Linked DNA regions of Mus musculus: region 1 is linked to region 2. The links are chromatin contacts, called in public Hi-C maps. All regions are on one chromosome and are shown on one strand. The core of a region is the stretch at or near the end of the contact, and the rest is flanking DNA. Distances in the headings are between cores, read along the strand shown. Region 1 has its middle 26 kb from the start of Dhrs2. Region 2 holds the start of Ap1g2 (adaptor protein complex AP-1, gamma 2 subunit).

What was found. Hi-C and Micro-C count contacts between places; a contact is called where the count stands out from the background.
Region 1: a contact with region 2 is called in a Hi-C map of nephron progenitors, with 2.9 times the contacts expected there. The contact joins the enhancer-like site here to the promoter of Ap1g2 in region 2. A contact is called at or near these places in 3 of 39 promoter capture datasets (the HPC-7 cell line, HPC-7-derived erythroid cells and liver), 1 of 484 Hi-C or Micro-C datasets (nephron progenitors) and 2 of 9 other capture datasets (adipose tissue and pancreatic islet).

The regions. Positions count from the first base shown.
Region 1 is chr14:55,246,067-55,250,070 of GRCm38.p6, reverse strand. No RefSeq gene overlaps it. Among named protein-coding and RNA genes, the nearest start is that of Dhrs2, 26 kb to the right of the region's middle. Within about 2 kb of position 1,315, at least 6 of the 459 cell types and tissues checked have an H3K27ac peak or open chromatin away from gene starts, as enhancers often do. A contact at or near this core is called in nephron progenitors, where this site is marked.
Region 2 is chr14:55,104,458-55,108,020 of GRCm38.p6, reverse strand. Ap1g2 (adaptor protein complex AP-1, gamma 2 subunit) reads left to right here and starts at 1,428. Exons shown (of 22, transcript NM_007455.5): 1 at 1,428-1,513; 2 at 1,892-2,096; 3 at 2,591-2,715; 4 at 2,852-2,993; 5 at 3,094-3,190; 6 at 3,363-3,439; 7 at 3,563. The coding sequence starts at 1,893. Jph4 (junctophilin 4) reads left to right here. Exons shown (of 6, transcript NM_177049.5): 6 at 1-1,195.

The DNA of each region.
Region 1 (4,004 bases), core at 66-2,565, 140 kb before region 2:
CTACATTTCTGACCCACACTTAGCTTATACATCATTGATGACAGGGTAGCTGAAGACCAAAAGTTCCTCTTCTGGTGGGCTAATCCAAACTAGTTCAATCTAAGAGAGCTGCCAGGACAACCACCAGAGGACCTGTAATGATCACAATCTAATTTCCATGCTAAGTGATACACCCACCACTCAAATGACTGAAATACCAAACCATAAAAGTGCTCCTAGTGGGAGACTGGGGAGGTCTCAGAGATCGATGGACCAGACTATCAGAAGGAGATATATGTGTGTCATCTTTAGGATATTGTCACCATCAGGGAAAGAATTCATACATGAGACAGAGCCAAGAATGACAAGCAAAGCTTGCTTACTGTGAAAGTGCACACTCAGGAGGGAGCATGGGTTTCCTGGGAGTCTTATCTAACAGGCATTTTCTAGTGGGCTTATTAGTGATTCCAGGGGCTGTTGTATATAGTTACATAGATTATTTTATAAGAATAATTTTATTATAAAATAATAGAAGAAATATATTATGTTTATGTAGAGAGTATGTGCCCATGAGTGTAGGTGCCAGGGGAAGTCCAGAAGAGGGTATCAGATCCCCTGAGCTAAAGTTACAGGTGGGTGTGAGCACCTGACATACCCCCCCCTCCCGTCATCTGTAAGAGCAGCACACACTCCTAATCCCTGAGCCATCACCACATACCCTACATAGAGTATTTTTTGACTGGTGTGATCTGACAAGGACAATCTTATTCCTTCATGTCAGGACACAGCTAAGAATGTCATGGTGTCTGCAGCTGAGGCTGCTTTTCCTTCTGAGCAAAGCCCAGTTTGATGGTTGTTGACCCAGTGTCTAGACATGTTTATAGGTTGCAACTCCTCTCCTCGAGTTCTTCCCTTTGGCCCCTATTGTTCCTCAGTCAGTCTTTGTCACAAAAGGAAGTGGGAAATATCAAACCAGAATTCTGAGACATCTAGGAAAATACAGCCGAGCAGTCTCCTGTCTACCCATCCCCTACGTCATGTCATTAAACATGTTTATTTTCTCCTGCCAATCTGTCTTTATCAGCTCACTGCCCTTTATCTATGACTTCCCAAGCTTCAGTGGGTTGGAATTTTGATTTTCACGTGAGGGTCCCACTCATGATGTTTGACACTCAGAATCAGATCCTTCTTGGGTTTGTGACACCAAACTGAAAGGACCCCTTGCTGATCCCTCCCTCTGGAGGGAAACCAAAAAACTATTGGCAAATATTCTGCTCAACTTCTCACCCTTGCTCTGCTGGGAGTCTTCAGCCAGAGTCAGGCTCATACAGCAAGACAGCAAGACTCGACTGTCTGCACAGTCTCTTCATTCATGCTCTACCTGTCCCCACCACCACTCCATCCCTTCCTCCTTCAACTTCTACCGTGTTTGCAGGCCAGCTCATTAATTGTACTATGCGGTCTTCTTCATTATAACATGATTTCTCCTACGAAAGTGAGAGGTTTGTTTCTATGGTGATGGTAGAGAAAGTCTAGGAAGAATTGTAGTAGCTGGAAGTATTCGCTTACTCTGAGAGCTCATTAAGCTGGCTGATGTGAAAGGCTAGTGGAGCCTAGCAGGGGTCAAAACTTTGCAGTAAAGTTGTCAGTAAAAAAATCCCAGGCATGAAACTTTTGCACCCATCCAACATCAACTTGACACACTCCTGATGTTTCTTATGTACAACCTCAGATGTTTGGTCTGAGGCAACTTTTTAAACGACATTGTCGGGGAAATAGTATTGTGTGGCAGCTATGGAATGGTAAGGGACTGCAGGAGAGTCTTCTCATTTCAAAATGGAAGGTGAACAGTGGGAAGGAAGAAGATTAACAGCATAATTAATAAAAATGTTTCTCCTGCACGACTGTAACATCGTTCTGCATTTGCCCCTGCACATGATAAAGCAGCACAAAGCTGTAATTTTCAAAAAGATGACATTATATACCTCGTACACACATAAAACCAGCTGGTGTCAAAGTTTTCCTTGACCCACTAGCTAGGGAGCGAACAAAAATGGTGTTATAACCAATTTAAAAGCATATGAAAGGCTAAGTAGTTATAGAGAAGGTTAGAGTAAGATTGTGAGGTCAGACACAAAACTGGTTGATGTCCAGTTTAAAAACAAAAACAAAACATAACCTTAGGGGTCATCTGTCCCGGTAGAGAGAATGTGTTTCCATCTCAAAATAACACACACTTTTCCCAGAGACTTAGAAAGCCAATCCCAACACTACAATATAAATGCCCTGTTCTCTCTTCTGCCTACTTCCAAATTTCAAGTACCTTTCCTGGTAGAGAGTAAAGGCAGCTTTGTAAACGAAAAGGGAACAGAGAGTCCAGAAAACAACAACAACAACAACAACAACAACAACAACAACGACAACAACAACGTCATCAGGAAGCTCTGGGAACCCAAGCATCCTTCCTGATTTAGGAGAGAACTGGCAGCCAAGAGCTTCCAAGCCAGGGAAGCAGAGGTGCCAACAGGACTGCGAACCTGCCCCCATCACCCAAGAGAGCAGTGGAGCATGGGTACTAAGGAGAAAGCCATTAGGGAGCACCTGTGCTCTCTCAGACACTAGGAAGGATAACCATGGACAGAACGCCTGCTCTCGGTAAGGGGTCTACAGCTAACAGAACAGCCCCAAGCAAAAGGATAGCATTAAAAGGTGCCTGAATTGTTTGCATGGCTGAACGGTTTGCTGACACTTATGGAGTCTGGTGTAGCAGGTCGTTAACTCTGGTTTGCTTTTGCCACTGGGGGAGTTGGAGAAGCATAATAGAAAGAATGGCTGACAGGTGTTAGATTTCAAGATGAGAGGAAGCCTCGCTAGAGCAGAGGTAGGAGGGGGAGAACACTGTCATTTGATTTTTCTACTATCAAAAGATCTTATTTTGGAAATCTTATAAACAATGGAAATCCTCCCATAGATATGTAACCTTGGAAATTCAAGCTCGAGGCACCAGCTAATTCCATGTCTGAAAAGAACTCACTCTCTGCTCCAAAGATAGCATCTTGTTACCATGGTCACCAGAGAGGACAAATTCTGTGTCCATTCTTGTTGGAAGGTAGAATAGGTCAGACAGCACCCTTGATCCTCTTTTCTAAGGACACTAATCCCATTAACAAGGGCTCAGCTCTTAAAAGTCCCAGCTTTTGAGACTGTAGCTTTTCAGGTGCAGGTCACACCAGTCAAAAGGACAGGTGAGCGAACCCCTGCCAGCTGAACTGTGTCACTGCCTAGACTCAGCTCCTCAAGGCTCTCCCCACCTCAGCCCCATGCCTGGCTGGGATCCTGTCCCTAATTCCAGCAGAATCCAGATGCTCAGGAACAGGCCAGACCAGTCAGAAGAACAGAGACCTCCTGCTACACCAAAGGCCAAGCAAGGTGCTAGAAGTCAAGCCCCCAACCTGGTCATAGATGCCCTAGTGGTTTAGAGGTCAAGCAGGCCACCATAAATCCAGGCCACAAAACTCAGAAGACCAAAGAACAAACAGAAACCAAGGAACAAAATACCCAGCCAACAGAGACAAACACAGAAATCAGCACCCAGACCTATAATCATCCCAAACTCAGATGCCCAAATGTATCTTGGAGAGACCAGGGATACAAAACACATAGCTAAACATAATATAGGTAATATACAGCAAGCCAACATCAAACTAAATGGAGAGAAACTTTAAGCAATTCCACTAAAATCAGGGACAAGACAAGGCTGTCCACTCTCTCCATATCTACTCAATATATAGAACTTGAAGTTCCAGCTAGAGCAATAAGACTACTAAAGGAGATCAAGGTGATACAAATTGGGAAGGATGAAGTCAAAGTATCTTTATTTACAGATGATAAGATGATATATATCAGTAACCCCAAATATTCTACCAGGGAATTCCCACAACTGATAAACACCTTCAGTGAAATGGCTGGAAACAAAATTAACTTAAAAAAAAAAAAAAAGAATCAGGGGGAGGGTCAGGCCACCT
Region 2 (3,563 bases), core at 179-2,678:
ATACACAAATCTAAGTCAGACCATTGCCCCCCCCCATGTCCTCCCCAACCTTTTCTTTGAATCAAAACTTCACCAAGGGTGGGGGTTTGGTGTCCTGAGGAATCTCCTGGAATCTGAGTGGAGGGGAGAAAGGAAATGCATAAGAAGTGATTGGGTGGCCAGACAAGGCACTGCCTGAGCCACTTGGGGCTCACTGGCCCCAAGGGAAAGCTGCAGGAAAAGTACCCTCCACTCTTACCTCCCAGAACCTACCTAAGTTCTTGCCTACTTTGATCTTCCCTGAGGGAGAAAAGGGGAGCGAACAACAGGAAACTCCCCGTGCTCCCTCTCCTGCCCTCCTCAACCAGTCCCTCTCCCAACCACCAAGGATGGCACGCCAAGCCAAGAGTATTGAGAAAAGCAACGAAAAACCATCTGGTGCAACCAAGCCCGCCCCTCTTCAGATTCTGCCACTCACCTCTCTACCCTTCTCTGCCCCCCTGAAAATTTATTTGGTTGGTCTGGACTCACTTGTGGCCTTTGATTAAATTCCTAAGGGGACTGAAGAAGACATTTCTGCAGAGGGTTAGAGGCGCTGCAGCAAGCGAGGACCCCAGTCCTCAGCTCTGACAGTTGTGGGGCGAACACGTTGAGGGCTGAAGGGCAGCAGATGCTGTCACAAGTCTAGTTTCTAACCCCTCGCGTAGACTCCTGCGAGATGGGAGCTAACGGGGAATCAGAGGAAGCCGCTGCCCCACACAGGGCAGGGCAGAGGTGGGTGTCAACCCCGGACGAGAGTTGGGGGGAGAGCCTGTTTGAGATTATGGCTGATCCCTGGGACTAACTTTCCCTCTGGGGACAGAAAGCTGTACAAGAGGGGACTGTGGAACCCCGGGGGACTTTCCTACCCTGCATGAGGCAGAGGCAAGCTGCCTGCCAATCAATCCCTTCCTCAAGGAATGGCCTTGCCCAGGAATGCCCACCACACACACACTCTTCTTATTTTTCTAGTCAACCTCTGTTTACTCCCTGGCCTGCCTTCCTCCTGCCTCCCTTCCTTCCTTCCTTCTCAATCTTTACTTCTGATTTCTATTTCATGGAATTTGGGATTGAAGTTATACAACAGTGCCGCCAACATCAAGTCTTGCAGGAAAAAAAAAATAACAAAGAAATTTAACAAAAAAAAGTATATTAATAAAAAAGTTCCAAAAAGGGGGGGACTGTCATCTCCTTTGGGGTGCGATGGCTTCTGACTCAAGCTCTCTGAGTGCCACCTGGTGGGGTGGATGAAAAGTGAGGCCCCTGGGGGAGCCACAATCATGGAACAATTCTAGGCTCCTTTACCAAAGTGCCAGAGACAGGCCAGAGGTCAGAAATGTCAAGACGACTCAGCAGGGAGGCCCTAGAGGGGCGGGGTCCCGTGATAGAGGCGGGGAAGAGGGAAGGGCCCCGAACCGAGCACCAACCCCAGCTCTGTCCCATACCAGGAAGTGCTGGGTGGGGGGTAGAGGAGCAAAGTTGACACCGAAGCCAGGTGAGCTTGGGACTGGGAAACTAGTGCCTTCTGAAGTGGGAATGGGGGCAAGAAATCTCGCGAAGGGAATAGTACAGAGAACCAGAAGGAAAACTAGAGAGGAGAAACTGGTCCGGGAAGAAGAGCGAGAAATAGACTGGTCTGTAGCGCAGGCTCAGTAGAAACAGCCACAGGGTGGAGCAAGGACGCATGCGTAGTGGGGATGTCCTTGCGAGGCGGGAGGGTGGCCCCCGGGTACATGTGGGAGGTAAAAGTGGGCACAGTTTTAGGGCGGCGGTGGGACGCAATCCCTTCGAGATCTTGGCACAAGGCAATTCTATCCAACCGGCTAGAACGTGTTGAAATAAAGTCTTTTCAACTCCCGGGCTCTGTCCCCAGGATGGTGGTGCATTCGTTGAGACTTCAGGACCTAATCGAAGAGATTCGCGGGGCCAAGACGCAGGCCCAGGAACGGGAGGTGATCCAGAAGGAGTGCGCCCAAATTCGGGCCTCCTTCCGCGATGGGGATCCCCTGCAGAGGCATCGCCAGCTGGCCAAACTGCTCTACGTCCACATGTTGGGCTACCCCGCCCACTTTGGACAGGTACTGGCCTGGGATGGCTACAAATTTTGAGGAAGATGGCCAGTGCGCCCCTTTGTGTTTGTACCCAGGCTGTGGTTTTTGTTTTTTTGTTTTTGTTTTTGTTTTTTTCCTCCAGTTTTTTTGTTTCGAAACAGGTTCTCTATAGCCCGGACTGGGAACTCGAGAAAACCCTGCCTCCGTTTCAGTGTAGGGACTTTCAGGCATGCCCCGCCCTACCCAGCTAAATCCTTTAGTTTCTGAACCTTTTATCACCCTACTAGTGATTTCTTGCCAGCCCCGTTCAGCACCTCCCCATCCCCTTTCCAGACTCCACTCCTACACAGGTCCCTGAAACCTGCCTGCTGTCATCTGGATCCACACTTAAGCTTCTGGTTACAGAGAGAGTGATGAAATATGATCCCTCACAAGTTAATCTGGCCTAAAGGAGATTGTAGCCCGGAAGTTAGTGCCCTGTGGTTTCACACTGCCCTCCTGGTCTGCCTCCTTCCCTATAGATGGAGTGCCTGAAACTGATCGCCTCCCCCAGATTCACAGACAAGAGGGTGGGCTACCTTGGGGCCATGCTTCTATTGGATGAGAGGCACGATTCCCATCTGCTCATCACCAACAGCATCAAGAAGTGAGAGGGTTCTGGGGCACTTGAAATCAGGGCGCTGGGAGAGGGGGAACTGCAAAATTCCAGCGGGCTACCTGCTATCAGTACTGCAACAAACTGGTTTTCTCAGACTTGACTGACCATCCTTCCAACCTTACAGTGACCTGAGCCAAGGGAACCAGCCAGTTCAAGGCCTGGCCCTGTGTACTCTGAGTACCATGGGCTCTGCTGAGATGTGCCGGGACCTAGCCCCTGAGGTGGAAAAGCTGCTTCTGCAGCCCAGTCCCTATGTGCGGAAGAAGGTGAGATGTGGGCGGTTACCTCTCCAGAACTTGTTCCACCGTGTGGAAGAGGTGTGGACTCTAACTTGGTGGCCCTTTCTGAGGCCCTTGACTTCTGCAGGCTATTTTGACTGCAGTGCACATGATCCGGAAGGACCCTGAGCTCTCCGGCATCTTCCTCCCACCTTGTACCAAACTGCTTCGTGAGCGTCATCATGGTAAGGGCCCAGGGATGTCCGCTGTCCACTTCCGGTCTGGCTATTAATAGATGAAATGAAAAGCAAATCAAGAAACCCAGCTCGTCGGCTAAGGGCGGTGCACACATACAAACACACGTGTAGTAGTGTCCCATGGCCTGGCCCACCATTCACTGCCCCACCCTGACCCCAGGCATCCAGCTGGGCACAGTCACGCTGATCACGGAGCTCTGTGAAAGAAACCCTGCAGCCCTCAGGCACTTTCGCAAGGTGGGCTAGCGAAGGGGCGGGGCCGTGGGGCAGGCAGAGGTGGATGGTGGGCGCGCAATTGGGGCTGATGGTTGAGAAGAGACGGGGAGAGCCCAGACAAAGCTGGATGCGCCCTTCTTCCAGG